Linked DNA regions of Gasterosteus aculeatus: region 2 is linked to region 1. A link is a contact called in public Hi-C data. All regions are on one chromosome and are shown on one strand. The core of a region is the stretch at or near the end of the contact, and the rest is flanking DNA. Distances in the headings are between cores, read along the strand shown.

What was found. A called contact is a pair of places that touch in the nucleus more often than the background predicts.
Region 2: a contact with region 1 is called in a Hi-C map of skeletal muscle, with 5 times the contacts expected there. The contact joins the enhancer-like site here to the promoter of LOC120815997 in region 1. A contact is called at or near these places in 2 of 6 Hi-C or Micro-C datasets (skeletal muscle and tail fin).

Annotation. Positions count from the first base shown.
Region 1 is chr3:8,363,958-8,368,067 of fGasAcu3.hap1.1, reverse strand. It overlaps LOC120815997, which reads left to right and starts at 1,693. Exons shown (of 7, transcript XM_040171182.2): 1 at 1,693-2,049; 2 at 2,513-2,613; 3 at 3,021-3,049; 4 at 3,130-3,205; 5 at 3,282-3,413; 6 at 3,493-3,587; 7 at 3,717-4,110. The coding sequence starts at 2,520. The coding sequence ends at 4,088.
Region 2 is chr3:8,418,234-8,422,343 of fGasAcu3.hap1.1, reverse strand. No RefSeq gene overlaps it. Among protein-coding and RNA genes, the nearest start is that of onecut3b, 16 kb to the left of the region's middle. Within about 2 kb of position 2,008, at least 3 of the 9 cell types and tissues checked have open chromatin away from gene starts, as enhancers often do.

The sequences.
Region 1 (4,110 bases), core at 444-2,943:
TGTTTGCTCTCATTATTGGACACAGCGTGTCCACACGGGGCTTCTATTGCCCTCCAAACATTCTTTAATGCGTTGGTCCAGATTTGCCCGTTTCACTTTCTTTCACTTCTTACCTCGACACTGAGAATGAGAAAGAGCTCAGATCACTTGTTGACATTAAGGAGGAAATCGCTAGGCTCCGTATATTGTTTCCTGTTCCCTCGGATGATGCACTGTGACTGGTAATGACGCCGTGTCCTTGGAATCTCAACGTAAGCAGCGACAAATCAGTGGGGTGAGAGTGTGCATTTGGTCAATTAAGTCTGCAGACAAGCTCATTATAGGCGAGAACAACACTAAATGAATCCATCACGCCGCTAAAATTTGCAGTGTGTGTTCTGTATACTGTTATTCAGGAGCCCACAGCATATTGTACTCTTTGTTTTAAACAAACTAAATGAACAGATTAAATTCAGCTGAGGGGTGCACAGCACATTGTTTTGTTGCCTACAAAAAGGAATCTACAGGAGAAATATGAATATGAAGGTAGCACATTCCAAATTAATAGTTTAGGGATTACCTTCACAGCTTTCTGCTAATGGCCTTGACAGCGCTGCCAGCGATAAACAAAATAAAAGAAAATAATTATAAATAATAAATAAAAAACGTCTATTTTGCTGTAAAAGGAGATAAACCCCCACGAATTGATGAGCTGAAATGGAACTGGATGAAATATTGTATTTTGGAAGCCGGTCGTAATGTATACTTTGTTTTAATGGGGATTTGTCCATATGTTTATCCATTTACAGTAAATATTTCAATCAACACATAGGATGAATGCCTACAACTCTCAGCACTGTTTGGACTGGATGCTCGCAATGCTCACACGCTGATTTCCTCCACCGTCGCCATTTTACTTTGTTGTGTTAGCAAGCTAATCTTTGCTAATGAGCAGTAAACACAAAGCACAGCGTTTGCCCCTCACTGGAACATAAACCCAAGCATTGGACGAATGAAAATCTTTACTTGATTGATCATAATTGAGAGCATCACCAGTTGTCACCATTAGTTATCAATCAATACGTGTTTTTTCAGGGGAACAAAACCTCATGGCAATGTATTTAATAGTTGCTGAAATATTGAGCCACCCAATTTAAGATTTATTTAAAAGCACCACAACTGACAGAGATTGGTAGTGTCAGTTTTGGGACACACCGTCCTGAGATGCTGCTCGGGGTCCTGTTTGAGACCATTTCCTTGGACGGTCTTCCCACGGCGAAAGGTTACACAGCTTCAATCCACTTCACAGTGATTGCTGATGGGTGTATCGCTGCGTGACTCAGCTGCAATGTATCCCAACGGAGGCATGAGTCATCACCATAGACACAAGTGTGTTTATCGACACTTCCTCTCTCCTCCCACACGAAGCAGGCCTGTAACCACCTCATCCCGAGAGAAGCTCATCATCATGTGTTTGCTCTGTGGCCCGTTAGTGGCCTCCATCGCTCTCACACACACACACACGTATGCAACACTGTCCGAAGGAAACATAGCGATTATAATGAGATTATAACTTGACGGACAGATGGCCACATGTTTGATGGTGGGCTCATTAGACGTGAGTCAGTCCTGCTGCTAATCTGAGAGTCAGCTAGTCGGACGTTCTACAGACTTCATTCAAGGAGCAAAGCCGCTTGAAACTCGCAAGTACAGGGCCGCCATCTGCTGGAGACTTCATGAGGAAAAAAAAAATGTTTCTCTCATTCGTGTTGCTGTAAATCTGTGGGGTTGAAACCGAATACGATTTTTATAAGATTCTTCCCATATGTGGTATCCGGTTTGGCTTTTTCTCTGCGGACCTCGGCCCCCTTTTGGGATTCGACAGCCGCACGGCACATGTCAATGTGAACTGACTGACAATTCTTTTTGTTTTTTCATTCTCCCACACCTGTTCTTGGCTGTCACGCAGCACAGAGCCTGACTGCTGCCATCTCTACCGAGAAACAACAGGCTCTGTGACAAAGGTTGGACGCCGCCGCCGCCCGGGGTCGACCCCAAATGTCGTGACAGGTAGGTCCTTATTTCAATCGGGGCCAAAGGTTAGACTTCCTCGCGGGGCAATGCTAACCACTGGAGTAATGGTAACATCTGCCCGTATATTCTTTCTATTCTATTATCACTTTGTCCCTCCGGTGGCCCGGCTTCATCTATTTATAGGCCTGCTAGGACTTTAGCTCAATGTCCGGGTACAAATGTCATGTAAGACACGAGCCGATGAGAAAATGGAAAATAGATTTTACAAAGTGAAGGATTGACCTCTCTGTCTAGTTTTGGGGATGTAACAGCAGCCACAAATAGAGCATTTATAAAGAATTACAAAAATCGGTAGGATGGGTTGACCTCTGACTAGTCAGGCTCACTTGCATGTGACACACAAGCGTTGAGTAAAATGCACACGTCGGAATCCTCAGACTCATTTCTAAACAAACTCAGTTTTGAGCCACATCCATCTTCTTCCCTGTCGTTCTCTCAGGGAAGGGATGGAAGAGAGCTATGAGACATTTGAAGAGGAGTTAAGGCCACCAAGAGCAGTACCTCCTCCACAGAAGCCTGTTCCGCAGATCCTCAGAACAGGTGGCGACGAACACACAAACACACACACACATACTGTACATATATACACAGTATCTGTGATGCCTGCACATAAAAGCCTTGGTACATATATTGTACGACTCTATAAATAAAAACAGCAGCGCAGAGAGCGACTGAAATTGGACCCCTTGTCAAAGGCAACGCAGGGATAATGCTGAATGGGGGGCGGGTGTGAGCCTCGCTCTCTACAAATAAAGACAAAGTCCTGCTTGTGAGGCTGTTTTGCGCTTTGGTCCGGACTGAAATCATTTTGTAAAGTCTCTCAAGGTCTCCAGACGAGGAATACTAAGTAAAGAACGACAAGAAATGAAATTAACATGAATAAGTGTGAAGGAATGGCGGTTCGTTGTGGTTTATCCCCTCGGTACATCTCCGTCTGTCTGTTTCAGAAATGAGCACTACAAGAAAATTCAAAGAGGTTAGTTGGAATGAACCAAATTAACTTTTCTTCTCAATGTTCGCATCCAGAATACATCATATTGTTGTTGTGTTCAACAGGAAATTCCTACGTTTTCACAACCAGTTAGAGCGGAACCCAAGATTTTACTCAGGGAGCCGAGCCTCCCCCGAACAAGTGAGTAACAACCACCCCCGGTTAACTTTACTGGATCACAATGACAGCGTCTCCTCCTCTTCCTCTCCTTCGGCAGCCTTACGTAAAGCTTCGTCCATCCAGAACTTGACCCAGATTGAAACGCCTTGGGAGAACGTCACCCTCAACCGCTGTCTGTTTGTGGCCATCTCCATCCTGGTGGTGACCTCAGGCTTTCAGAAGCTTCATGGCAAGTCAACTAAAAGTACAACCACAGTTACTAAATGACGTGGCTACCTTGACTAAACGGTCTCCTTTAAAAAAAACAGAAAGCCTGCGTGGTCAGAGGGCAGCAGAGGAGGAAGACGTTGGACTGACAGTGAGACGGACCGGCAGACTACGACACAGTAGACCACCACCAGAGGTAAAGACAGTGAAGCAAATGACCTGGATTCACCTATCTGACACGTTCATTTACTGACATGAAGACAAGCCGGTGTACATGTACCACCGATCCTAACGTGTCAGCCGCGTCATGTGTTCTCGCCCTCAGCCCGAGACCACACTGTGGGAGGTCATGTCACAGTGGCTACCAGACCTCGACGATGAAGAGGACGAGGAGGACGATGACGCCGATGAGGGAGGAGGCAAAGTGAAAAAGTCAAAGAGAGGAGCGACAGCACGAGCATCAAGAGGTCTCCGAAATAAGCCACCCCCGGACAGAAAATCCATCAAACGAAGAGAAGGAACATTTAAGGAAGGGAGAGCCAAAAAAGAAATCAAAGACAAGACGTACAGAAACAAGAAGAAGGAACCTGAAGCGGGCCCAGGGGAGGAAGATGAGGATGACGGAGAGCCGGAGGAAGAGTCAGGGAGTCAAAGGCTGGATGGAAAGAAAGAGAAGAGAAAAACTCAAAAGGCATGAGCGGATTCTTTGTACTCTAGAA
Region 2 (4,110 bases), core at 759-3,258, 54 kb before region 1:
CCTCATAAGGACTTAATAAATAAATATTATATTATAATAAATATCACAGAATACATCAAAGACATTTTTTAATGATCAACTGCTTTTGTGAAAATCATCAGAATAAAATCACACTTAATAATGTAAATAAGAGTTTTAAAATACCAGCTGTTTACCAGCGCTAAATAGTTTATAACAGCGTTAACGTATGCATCTGTTCATACAATATCCTAACGTATTCATACTTAACATGAACATGTGGCAGCTCAGAGGGAGCCAGCGAAAAGAGTGGACGCTGTTATGGCAGCAGATTAATTCCAATGCTTTAAATTAAACAGTTCTAATGACCACGTGGTGGAGGTTCCTAAATATCAGCGGCAGGCGAAGAGAGACACGGGACACTTTTGACAGAGTAACATCATGCTTTTATGATGAAAGGAGTTCATTTACAAGACAGACAGTATATAAAACATGAATTCAAAATTAAAAAAAAGAACTAATACGTGTTTTCTAGACGAGGACATTATTGTCTCATCTTTCCCTTTGGGACCAAGCAGCCATGGGACTGAGCAAAACACGCGTGATCCCTGGAGTAAAGAAACAGCTTTTAAATCCTCTATTACTATAACTACACTATTTACAGTTCAACAGTCATTTTCCTCTGGCAGACATGGCAAGGAGGTCTACAGATCTGATGACATGATATGGCTAATAGTTCTAATATATACAGTTCCTGTTCTTTACGCCCAAGGATCCACACGCACACACACACACACACAGCGCGGTGCAGCATGGAAATGTTAATAATTCTGGCACAGTCGCGTGTTTTTAGGGAACAGAGAGGAATGTCATGTGCTTTAGTGGTTAATTGTTAGCTCTGCATTACATCGGAGCGCTCAGCACCCATTCCCAGGTTTCTGGGGTCAGTAATGGCCGCGGCTAAAGGCCACGAATACGCATCGGCTGTGTGTTTAACGAGATCGGCGCCAAGTTGAAAGAGAGAAAGACAGAGAAGAGACAGAAAACGAGAGAAAGACAAAGAAGAGAAAAATAATTTAGCCAATTTGAGAACTTTACTTAAACTATTATTAACTATATCTTCTGTTCGAGGGCTCCAACAAATACAGAGCTAAAGACACAGTGGCCGCTTCCTCTGAAGTGACGGAGAGGGAAAAGAGCGTTACACTGGCTCAGACCTGGCAAAAGAAATAGTCTTAAATGTGGCGCCATCTCGTTCTTAAGAGAGGAAAATCGTCTTAAAAGGTCGTGTGGAAACCTAGAAATGAGTGCTAACCAGGTCTGTGAGAGCGCCGCTCACCTGCTCCCACTTCAGAGGGAGAAGGTTCAAGATCAATGAAAGTCTGCCATTAATAATCCAATCCCCCATACGGCATTGATCAGTCCTGCCGTCCTGCTTGGAATATCAGTAGTTATCTACAGCTGACCGCGTCCTCTCGCGCGTACATACGTGTAAAAGTACAATCATCCCAAGTAAACGAATGCTTCTTCTGTAAGACGCACACTCCTTAGAATGTGTGTGAAGTGATTACCAGGCTGAAAACACTTGAAGGGTCCCAGCTGCTCTCGTGCCGAGTCGGTTTCAACCAGTCCCATGGCAGCAACGACGGCCCCCCGAGCGGAGAGTTTCTCACTGATTACAAAAGGCATGCATAGATTCAACCTGCCGAAACCAAAAGAAAGAAAGTGGTTGAATGTGAGGCCAACTACTGCTCACCCTTCAGCCGTATCGCTGAGAGGGAACGGTGATGTGACGCGTTTGTTTTGTTATTACTCAAAGTGTTTAGAGTCACAGCGAGCCGGGTCAGAACGCTTCTCAACACCCCTCTGAGAGAGTGGACGTCACCCCGGACAGTAAGAAAAAACTAACATTTGCTCTCTTTAGCGTTTCACGGCATGAGACCCAGAGCTTGGTTTGTTTTCCTTCCACACACACACACACACACACACACACACACACAATGATACTGTTACGACAGCGTCATGGTCCCACTTTGTTGCTGTTACTCACATTGACCACTTGGGCCCAGTATTGACACATAGGAAGGGGGGGCGGGCTGCGGTTGTCTGGTCAAGGTTAAGATGAAGCAGTCGACTCCTCAAGATGCTTTAAACAATCCCGTCGCGATGCTCCGCCAATTAAACCCGAATGCCTGAATGTCAACAGTGACAGCTTCGTATTAGCGTCTCTTTGTCCAATTAGAGAGAACTACCTTCTAACAGATATGTGAAGACGCTAAAATAAAACCACACATCCAGCCTTCAGTATTTGCACGACACCTCGTCATGGGGAAGGGTGTTATGGAAATGAGATTAATGAAGCCAGTAATCACCGAATCAGTGGAGCTCACTTCTCCATCATCCCATTACTGCTCCTCTCAGCTCTGATAATTCAACTCCCATCGAGTCCAATCGGAGCAGCAGCTGTCGGGATCCGGTGCAGGAGACGGATGCAAGAGCGACAGAGAGGAAACCAAGGAAATGCATGAAGGAATTCAGTCCTGTTTGTCAACATAAAACTTTAGGCTCAGCTCAAAAATAAGCCGTGATTATTGGCGTCTCAGGATCCGTCTCCACGTGTCTTTGGAGAGTCACGCAGCAGAAGGTATCCCGGCAGGGAGGTCGCTGCGTCTAAGGCTGCAGCACATGAAGCCCATGCGAGGGCACACGGGAGGAGGACATCGCTCAGCCTGCTTTCTCAAATATTACAGCGGAGGAAAGGAATCGAGCAACGACACACAGAACGTGTGAGGCGACGGCCTCGGCTGCAAAGACGTGTCGACTGGCCCATTTTCTGTCAAAGTGTCAATTGAACATGTTCAATGTATTTGATAAAGGATCTCTGGCAGAAAATGTGAGCGGTGAAAGACAGCAAATCTTTTTTTTTCAAAGCCTTTACTAGATTTCGAGGGTTTGCCGGACTTGAATAGATGCAAATGCTTATTTCTTAACCTTGACCCCAGCAGCCCGAAAGTGAGTGTAGACTCACAGTCACAGCATCAGAACAACCCGACCCCCCCATTGGTAAAGAATGACAAGATGTCATCAGAGAAAACACATAAGAGTCTGTTGGCTTTCACATCCAGAGAAAGATCCCACAACGGTGCTGTGCAGAGCGGGAAAGTTCCAGAAGTGCTTTTTTCTTTTTAGAAATGAGTAGGGGCGTAAAATGGGAACCAGTGTTTTTTTATTCTTTTTTTTTTTTTTTTTTAGGGAACCTGGGTCGCCCCCTTTCATCCTTTGTCTTCACTCCGACGCCGGTGTTCAATGGCATCGAAAGGAGCGACAAATCATAACACGACGAAGTGGACTCACCGACCACACAGAACACGCGTCTACTACCACACAACCATAATCCAGCCTAATACTGTGAACCGGGACAACGGGGGAGGCAAAGCGCTAGGAGGGCAGGAGAAAACAGGGGGGGAGGAAGGTAGAAAAGGGGGAGAAGGAGAAGATGATAATAAAACAGAACACGCCCTCATCTACGCTTACATTTGTGATCAGTGTTTGCACGATAATCTACAACCATCTACCACCACTAGACATTCTCACTGTCCTCTACACACTGTTTCCACCGGGAATCACCAGGGGAATGAAACACAAAGGGGGGTCGACGAGGGGGAGAGGAGTCGCCCTACGAAGGCGACCTCCTGTTCTCAACACCAAAATGGCCGGCTGACACTGTTAAGAGGCGGCGTGGAAAAAAAGAAACAGCCCAATTTGTTCATCTATTCTCATTCGGCCTCATGAATGTTTAACGGCTGTTGAGTTATTCATCCTGACACAGAAGCCGTGGTTTCATCATCCCTCACGGGGCACAAAAGGGAGTTGGCAAGATTTCTTTTAGAAAAAGTTTTGAGACGTTGAGGTTCTATGTATTCTGGGTAAATTATTTCCCCAAATGTAAGTGTATCTTTATACAATGAGGTAGGTATACTTTAGATAGCGGCTCTATGACTCCTAAAAATCTGTTTATTTATTTGTAAATCTGCCCCTACGTTTGTGTGTTCTTCATCATTTCCCATTTACGTCCCATCTGGTTTCTAAATGCAAACATATATTCAATTTAGGCAAGAAAAAGAAGGCACGTCCTAATCCCACACAACCTCT